Regions from separate parts of the Mus musculus genome. Here region 2 is linked to region 1. The links are chromatin contacts, called in public Hi-C maps. All regions are on one chromosome and are shown on one strand. Each heading gives the region's core, a stretch centred on a gene start, on an enhancer-like site or on the middle of the called end of the contact. The rest is flanking DNA. Distances are from core to core; before and after follow the strand shown.

Region 1 (4,603 bases), core at 873-3,372:
ACAGTAGCTAGACATGCTTTATCTCCCATTTAATGAAAGTCACCTTGCAGGGATGTGGGAATCTGATCAGGGCTGGCATGGTGCTGAGGCATGGAAAACAATATCCCTGAATAGCTACAAAATTTGGCTGCTTTTTATCCTCCAGCTTTGCATTTGACCCATACGAGCAGCCAAAGAGAGTAAAGTCCAGGTCATTCTAGATCTCACCTAAGCAAAATCTTATAAGCCACTAAAGACCCTGCAAGTAATTTGGAAATAGTACACACCTTTTCAGTTGGCTTACGGATTCTTTTGACACCAAACTTAAATGTATCATGTATTAACAAACTCTTTTAAAATGTTTTGTTGTTGTTGTTGTTATTGTCGCTTTTGAGATAGGGTCTCATGTAACCAAAGCTGGCCTTATATACACTACATAGCCAAAGAAGACCTTAAAATCCTGATCCTCCGGCCTCAACTTTCCCAGAGCTGGGGTAATAGATGGGCACCACCATGCTCAGTCATAATTAAGCTTCTTTTAAAATAATGATGCTCAAGAACTTCAAGTCCCTGAAGAAAGAAATTGAAGAAGATCTCAGAAGATAGAAAGATTCCCATGCTCACGGATTGGCACGGTTAATATAGTCAAAATGGCCATCTTGCCGAAAGCAAGAATAATGATGCTCTTAATGCAGCATTAATCATTAATATTAATAGCAAAAGCAACAAATTCTGTCATACCATGCATGACTAGGGTTCCATAAGCTTAAGATAGCCAAGAACTTCAGAATTATGAGAAAAACTGTAGAAGCTATCCTAATCCTTTATCCACCATCCTCACCAAGCCGAAGCCTAAGCAGATCAGACACAGTTCTGATACAAGACAGGATCGACTAGATAATTTGTGGAGCCCAGAACAAAACAAAACCAGATCCTTTTCTTTAAAAAAATAGGAAGAGTTATCACAGCATTACACCAAGTGCATGCAGGTAGCAAGCCGGTGAAGGCAGCTGGCTTTGTTATCAGAGCCTTTTGTGTTTGGAAAGTTGATAAGAAAAGCAAAAATATTTCACTATTAAACAAGTAGCAACTGGTTAATCTGTTTCAGCGTGAGTGTTGTGTGTCTGGGTTAGAGATGAGGTTGGGAAGTCTTCAGAGTTTCGTCTTGTCTCCTGACCTTCCATTTTTTCTTAAGCTTTTCAGCCGGTTGGACAAGAAGCAGTTCTGTAGAGCGGAGCAGTGTGGTCCATGAGGCAGCAGTACCATCTGAAAGCTTGGACAGAAATGCAGACTCTTGGGTCCCACCCCAGACCTACTGAATCAGAGCCTCATTTTAACAAGCTCCCCAAGGGATTCATACATCTGTGCCAGGCCAGACTAGAAGTGTTCTTGTAGAAGCAACCATGGGAGACTTCAGTGTCATGCTTCCTGTGTCTCATATGAGGCGAGTCAGCTCTTTCTTCCACTCACTTTGTACAGGGCTCCGGAATTTTGAAACCCAAGCTCAGGTGGAGACCGTACATCTCAAGACCGATTGCCCCTTTCAGAGGATTATCATTCCTTGGTTCTGGGATGCCAGTCTGGGATGCCTCCTTGCGCTGGGGGCCACCTGTTCTGGGCCCTGCATGTGGGTGCTGTGCCCATTCGACCCATGTGGGTCAAAGGCACATCTACACCTTTCAATTTTACTGGCCACAGGAGGTAAACCGAGTCCTAGGGAGTCGCGCATTAGCAAACCGCCCTCCAGAGTAAAGCTCTTGGTTCCTTTGCCCAGAACGGGGAGGAGGGTCTGAGATCATTTAGAACTTTGCCATTTACAGGTTGCCTTTCACGGATAACTTGGTTACTTTCCCACCGCACGCACTTTCCCACTTACGGAGCCCGGGATCCGCCGGGCTCCAAGCTTTGCCTCTGCCTTTCCAGACGGCCCAAGAGCTCCAGCTCAGAACCGCCAACCCAGGGAGCCACACCAGTCACCCTCCCAGCCATCGAGCCCGCCGGGCCCGTCGCCTGTCCTTGGCTCAGCGGCTTAGGTCTTAAGACCCCTAGGGTTTCAGATACCCTTTCTCGGCGCCACACTCACCTGCGGGTCCCGGTGACCGGTTGGCTGCTGGCGTCCTCGGGCCCTCCTTTTCCCCTTTCTGTCGGGCCGCGTCCCTCCTCCTCCCTCCCGCGGGCTGGGCGCCGCCCCCGCCGCTCCCGGACCACTTGCCCGCCTGCTCTGCAGCTGCCCGGCGTGGCGGGGCGAGCGCTCAGTGTGGCGGGGCTGGGCGTGGAGGTGGGGAGCGGGCGGGGCGCTGACACCGGGAAGCAGCCTCGTGGAGAGCTTCAGCCTAGACAGTGGGGAACCCCTAGGATGCTGGGCGGCTAGCAGGGCGCGATTCCCCACCCAGCCTCCACCCAGTGGCTCACCTTTAGGGGTCGCCTTGATCCCCCAAAGGCCTGGCCCAGGCTACTTTGAGCATCGCATGCTCCTGATAGGTGAAAACCCTCGCCCTTTGCCAGAATATTTCTGAAAGCAGAAACCAGACCTCCCCCCAGAGGACCAGAGTAAAATACCTGGTAAAGAACCATGCTGAGTGGTTTCTGAAAGAAACTATATAATTCACTAGGTAGTAAAAAACTAGGGGTCCTCATCGTTCCTCTGCCTGCTTGGGGGTGGGGGTGGGGGAACACTGGGGGCGGTGTGGCACTATAAGACCTTGCTTTGGCTTCCTATTCCCATGGTCAGCATCTCCACTTTCATAGACTATAAGCTAGGTCTGTAAAACTCAGATCACTTAAACAACTTTTCAAAGGCCCATTTAACAGACAGAATTCTGGAATAAGGTTTCCACAGTATTGACTCTCAGGTAGAGACCAGGAGAAAATATAAGCTGTCCGAATTTCCTTCCTGGTTCTTTCCAGTCAAGAAATGCCTATAGTTGCAAAGTGCTTTACAATATGAAAGCACAATTCTGATTTCTTATAACGTGCAGGGAAATAGAGCATTTTTTTTCTTTATGACCAAAATTGGATTTTGATTTGAATTCACAATCCTGGGGATCTGCTATTTATAAAGGGCAAATCTGAAGAGTAGGGTGACTGAGTCTGCTACATCAGCCCCATTGAACAAAGCTCAGGGTATACATTCTGCCTGGCAGGATGGGTTGTATTTGTTTTACAAACACCAAGTTATTAACACTCACAACAGTCTAGCTGGAGAAATGAATGGGCAGTGTTTTCAGACAGACTTTTGCCTGGATGGATTAAGGGAGAGTTGGTGGAGAAGAGGAAGCACATCCAGGTTACATAACAAGCCAGAAGTTGTGGCTGGAAGTGGGGAGTATATTTAAGAAACAGACTGCATGTCATTCCAAAGGGTTAAAATGGTTGTGTTTGTCTTATTATAAAACAGACTCCATAGCATATAGAGCCACAAGAATTCTTATACAAAGCTAGTTGGATGTAAATTGCTTTTAGCGCTTTAGAGCTCTGTCAGGATGTACTAAAGTGAGTACCACTATTGTATGACAAGCAATTCCCCCTTAGATTCAGCCTCAACAGAAATGAGTTGTATGTTTACCAAGAGAGATGAGTAAGGATATCACAGCACAGTATTTGTGTTACTTAGAACATGCCCAAATGCCCATTGGCCATAGAACAAACTGAGGGTCAGCCTGGTAGTATAACCCCAGATATCCTGGAAACTAGGGCAAGGGATAGTGAATTCAAGGCAAGGCCAGTATGGGCTACATAGTGAGTTCAAGGACAGTCTGGGCAACTTAGTGAGAGCCCCCTCCAAAGAAAAAGTAAAAAGAAGTCTGAAGATGTCACCTAGTGGTATTAATATTAGCACTTGCATAGTATGTGTGAGGGCCTAGATTCAATCCCTACCACTGAAAATTCAATGAAATGTGGTGGTGGTGGTGGTGGTGGTGGTGGTGGTGGTGGTGGTGGTAGTGCTGGTGTTGCTGGTGGTGGTGCTGGTGGTGGTATCACCACAAACTAGGATACCAGGCTGCCAATGAGAATGTATGGACCACTGCTGTGCAAGGCATGGGTGGAACTCATAAAGAACGGAAGTGAAGGAAGTCAAACAGCCATATATTTTGGTTCTGCTCACCACTGATATGTGCTGTCAGGAGTCAAGATAGTGGTCACTAGTGAGCTAGAGGGGAGTTTTCAGCAGACAAGAAAAAGAATTGGCTGTCTACAGGGATTTATTGATCTTGACCTGGGTACTGTTCACACTGATTTGCTTGTTCCATTTATGAAACTCATTGAACTGCTCACCTATGATATGAACACTTACTAGATACGGGTTACACTTCCGCTTTTTTTAAAAAAAAAGATAAAATATGGGTTTTTATATTCAAAATCGCTTACATTGTTAAAAGAAAGATACCAGAATAAGCATGCTTTCCCTTTAAACAACTAGCTATAACACACACACACATACACACACACACACACACACACACACACACACACACTTAACTTTAAGGAAATATGCCTCAAAAACAAACATGACTCAGTACTTACCCTAAAATTAAAAATTCATATTTTGATCCACTTCCAGCCTCTTGCATTCTCTTCTTGACTCATAGAGCAACATAACTATGACAACACCTAAGGAAAAGGA
Region 2 (4,603 bases), core at 1,152-3,651, 51 kb before region 1:
AGTTTATAGACATAATTGAGTTGTAGAACTATGGCTACAAAAAACAAATAAACAAAAATGCTGGGCTTCCATTGATGTCTAGAATTGCTTTACCTTGTTTTTGGAGCTTTTACTACACAGGCAAAGAGGGATCCTGAAATCTGATGACTGGAAGTCGCTTTGTTAGGTCTAGGGATGTAGCTCAGCAGTAAAGTACTGACATGTCACATTCATGACTCTGTGCTCGATTACCAACACTGAAGAGTAAGCATCTTCATCTCCCTTGTGCTAAATGGTTATCTCAGTGTCAACTGAATAAATGCAAGATCTTTGTTTCCCTCCTGTATTTCTTCCTCATACTCAAGATGGCACCTAGGCTGGGAATGGACACAAGGAAAAGCGGTATGAACCTGTGAATTCATCTACTGCTCAGCCTGGAGTTTTCAATGGCCACTATAGTGATCTTTCTCATCCTGGAAGGTTCCTCCATGTTTTATCTTGACTGCCATCTTGATGAGATCTACAATCTCTTTGGAAGCAGATGTCTGAACACATCTATGATAGTTTCTAAATCAGGTTAATTGGGGTAGGAAGAGCCACCTTACATGTAGCCAGCACCATTTCATAGGTCAGTGTCTTAGAGTAAATAAAAAGGAGAAAGGAAGCCAAACAGTAGCAACCATATTGGTTTCTTGACTAGGGGTGCAATGTGACCAGCTGCCTCAACCTCCTACTGCCACGGCTTCTTTGCCATAAAGGACTATATCCTGCAACTATGAGTCAAAACCCCAAAACAAAAGCAAAACAACCCAAAAAATGAAAAAGCAAAAAACCTAGTCCTCTTTCTCTCTCATATTTTGTCACAGCAATACAAAAGAACTATCATGTTCACGCTCAGTATCTAGTTGGCACCTAGTGCTGAAGGCTGCACCTAATGGGTTCATAGCCCTTTTGCTTAGAATCTTACCTAACCTTGGATAAGTTCTCTTATGTCTACTCACCAGTGATCTATTACATCCTTCAGCTGGTGTCTATCTGGGATCTTCATGCCATAATCTTTGCTGTCCTATCCCTGCTTGTGGCTCTCAATATAGCTGCCCACTAGGAACACAGGGGCCATTTAGAATCCCAGTCCACAACACAAGAGCTGAGACAGATTTAGGGTGAGTACCTCTGGGCTTCTCTATTGCCTAAAGTCAGTTCCACCACTCCTTATATCTATACTTGTCCTGTGTTTTGTTTTCCATGAGTTTATTTATTCACTTTACATCCAGATTGCAGCCCACCTCTCCCCCCAGTCCCCTCCACACACATAGCCCCTTACCCCATCCTCTCCTCCCCTTCTTCTCTGAGAAGCAGGAGGCACCCTGCAGGTACCAACCTACCCTGGTACATCAAGTCACTGCAGGGCCAGGCACATCCTATCACACGGAGGGCAGACAAGACAGCCCAGTTAGGGGAATTGGATCCACAGGCAAGCAAACAGAGTCTAGACAGCCCCCACTCTATTGTTGGAGGCTTATCATATATGCCCTTCAAGGAGTCCTTATGGGAGTTTAGGTGAAAAGCAGGATAGAGTGTCCTCTGCTATCAGTGCTCCCTATAATCTATTGAGAAGCACTAGAATTCCTTGCCATCATTTTACCTTCTAGGGAGAATCACAGCCCAACAGAAGTGACTTCATGCTTGGGTATGAGGCTAGGGACTTGGTGGAGTTGTGAGATTAGCTGAACATCTACCTGAAATTCATAATTTCAGTTTTACAAGCAGAAGGTAGAAATAGAGTAAGGAGCTTGGCACTGGGTTTGATAGTAGAGGACCATACCAAAGAAGACAGGGACCATTGTTTCAGCCCACCTACTGCTTCATTATCATCTTTCCTGCAAGGAAGAATGGACACTGGAGAATCAAGTGTAAGAGGGTGAGAGGAAAGACAGCAAGGACTGGAGAAGGGGAATTGTAAAGCAACTTATCACTGGAAATATCTGCAGCACTGGGAGATCGTTAGACCCAGCCCAGAGAGAAAGTTGGGATTATAGCTTATGAGATCACCAAGCTGTTTCAAATGTGTAATTGTTTCCAAGACAATTTGGCAGGCATGAAATTATAACCATCTTCTACTATTATGTCATCCACCCTCTGGAAAATAGAACAGTTGTACCTAAAAGGAGAACCTCCTTCAAGAAAACCAAAAAATAACCAAGGCATTATTAGCCCAAGATTGGAGAACCAGGGAATGGAGATGTGTAGTGACCCACCAGCCCTGATTTGGGCTTCCAATAGACTGAAATAGCTCTTGCAAGTGTCATCTAGTTAGATAACCAGATGTGTTAAACTCTGAGGATTCTCTTGGCTGGCTGGGGCCCCACAAGAGTGTCAGACCCACCTCTCCCTGCTGACAAGAGCTAATGAGTCATCTCTCAGGCTTCCAGGGTGAAGCTACTGTGTTTGCATCCTAGAGCTGAGGAGCCACTCCTTTCTAGTAACCCCAGTGTTCCCTTTCTTCCTCTCCAGGTCCCAGTGACACATTTAAATTTAGCTTCAAACACTTACTACCTGGAGCAGCCTGGTTGAGGGTACATGGTATTAGCTCCAAAGTTTGATGGCAAATCTTCATAGCCCCGGGACTCTGATCAAATGACTTAATTTCTTCTATGCTCAATTTTTCCATCCATAAACTGGGGTGAAAAAGCTACCCGCCATGAAGAGAGATAAATGAGATAATGTTTACAAAGTACTAGGAAGGCTTGGCTTAGAGCAGGCTCCAAGTCTGCATTCGTTTTCCCTACCTGCATTTGTCTGCCCATTATCCCTTCACTCTCCTTTCCCACCTGGTACTGAAGATGCATCAAAAGACAGAGAGTGTACAGCAAGTTCACGGTCAACACAATTCCAGGTGGCACCAAACAGAAGGAGGAATAAAGAAAGAGAGAAGGGAACACCGGAGAAAGAGATTTGTGAGATCTCCTTTTCAGCTTGATAGAGGAAGGAGTATTTGGCTGAATGTTGGAGGGGAATGTGTTTCCAAGCAGACGTTAGAAGGTGACCTGGATAAGTTGAAGGAGGGAGCATTTGAGTGAAACAGGGAGGGGAGCAAAAAAATGGGACATTAAGGAGCAGATGACTACTATGGGCTTGAGTCCATAATCCAACTGGGGACCTTTAGGAGACAATGACGAGCATAATTCAGCACTGTCCTGCCGAGGGATGAGGAAAACCCAACTTTCCTGTTTAGGGACAGCAGGGTCCTATGTAACTCTGGCTAGCCTTGACCTTTTCATCCCTCTGCCTCAGCTCTTTAGTGAGAGATGTGGCTCTGAGGTATCTGGGTAATCTGAACCAACCTATATTCAGGGACTCTCATCATTAAGGGCTCTACCACTGCTTATTTTTACTGTACAGATGCAGAAGCAGCAAGCAAAGGAGAGGGTTTAAGCCAGCGGAGGGTTTAAGATGGCAGCGGGCAAGCCAGGCATGGGAGTGCACAACTGTAATCTCAGCACTTGGAAGGCAGATGCCAGAAAACCAGGAGTCAGTTTTGGCAATGTAGTAACTTTGAGCCAGCATAGAAAGAAATGTTGTATATAGAGTACACATATAAACTTTGTGATTATAAGGCCTGAGTTTGAATCATGATTCTGCGCCCCCCCCCCCAGACAAATTTGAAACTACATTTGTTAAATACTGGCCAGGGTGATGGTCACCATTTTTCATAAGCTTCCAAAGACACCCCCTTTCTGAAAAAAAAAATCTGTACTTCATTTGAATACATTCTTTTTCAATTTCTAAATGGAAATGCCCACCAAAATAAATCCTCATACATTTGATCACGTGATTTTGGATAAAGATGCTAAGACTGTTCAAGGGGAAAAAGATAGCCTTTTCAACAAATGATGATAGAAAAATGGGATAGCTCCAGGAGTCAAAGTTGGTTTAAATATGAGTTAAGGCTATACAATTCTTAGAAGAAAACATACTGGGGAATCTTCCTGACATTGGATTTGGCAAAGGGAATTTCTTGGATTTGATACTAAATTATAGACAATAAAGGTAAAATATGTTCATCAGACCTCATCAGGATTAAAAACTTAAATTCATGAAAGAACACCATGGAGAGTGAAAATAGAAGATATTTGCAAATCATCTCATAAAGGATTAATATCCATAGCATATAAAAAATCTCTAAAAGTCAACAACTTAAAAATACATTTTTTAAAAAAGGGAAAATGATATGAATAGACATTTCTCCAAATAAAGATAAAATGGCTAATAAGTGCCTCTCCCCAAAGATGCTCAGCTCACTAATCACTAAGGAAATACAAATCAAAACCACAGTAAGATGTTACTTCATTCTTACCACCCAAACAAAAGAAAACAGTAAGTGTTGTCAAGGATGTGGAGAAACTGGAATCCCTGTGCTTTGCTTGTAGGAATGTGAAATGTATAGCCACTACAAAAAGCAGGCTGGCAGGTCCTCAAAGAATGCAAATGAACCCTGCAGTTCTAACCCTAGGTGTACACCCCAAAAAAATGAGAGCAGGGAGTCAGATATCTGCTTGCTTGCCTAGGCTCACAGAAGCATTACTCACAGTAACTAAAAGACAAACAAGCAAAATATCTAAGG

Evidence for each region. A called contact is a pair of places that touch in the nucleus more often than the background predicts.
Region 2: a Hi-C map of pancreatic cancer cells shows a contact between it and region 1, with 2.7 times the contacts expected there. The contact joins the enhancer-like site here to the promoter of Adgrg2 in region 1. A contact is called at or near these places in 3 of 39 promoter capture datasets (the 3T3-L1 cell line and liver), 4 of 484 Hi-C or Micro-C datasets (the AML12 cell line, embryonic fibroblasts, pancreatic cancer cells and 1 more), 3 of 115 datasets of contacts at active chromatin or transcription factors (embryonic stem cells and fibro-adipogenic progenitors) and 2 of 9 other capture datasets (adipose tissue and liver).

What each region holds. Positions count from the first base shown.
Region 1 is chrX:160,388,209-160,392,811 of GRCm38.p6, reverse strand. Adgrg2 (adhesion G protein-coupled receptor G2) reads right to left here and starts at 2,122. Exons shown (of 28, transcript NM_178712.4): 1 at 2,063-2,122.
Region 2 is chrX:160,439,244-160,443,846 of GRCm38.p6, reverse strand. The region is part of intron 3 of Adgrg2 (adhesion G protein-coupled receptor G2); the gene reads right to left. Among named protein-coding and RNA genes, the nearest start is that of Adgrg2, 51 kb to the right of the region's middle. Within about 2 kb of position 2,401, at least 5 of the 459 cell types and tissues checked have an H3K27ac peak or open chromatin away from gene starts, as enhancers often do. A contact at or near this core is called in pancreatic cancer cells, where this site is marked.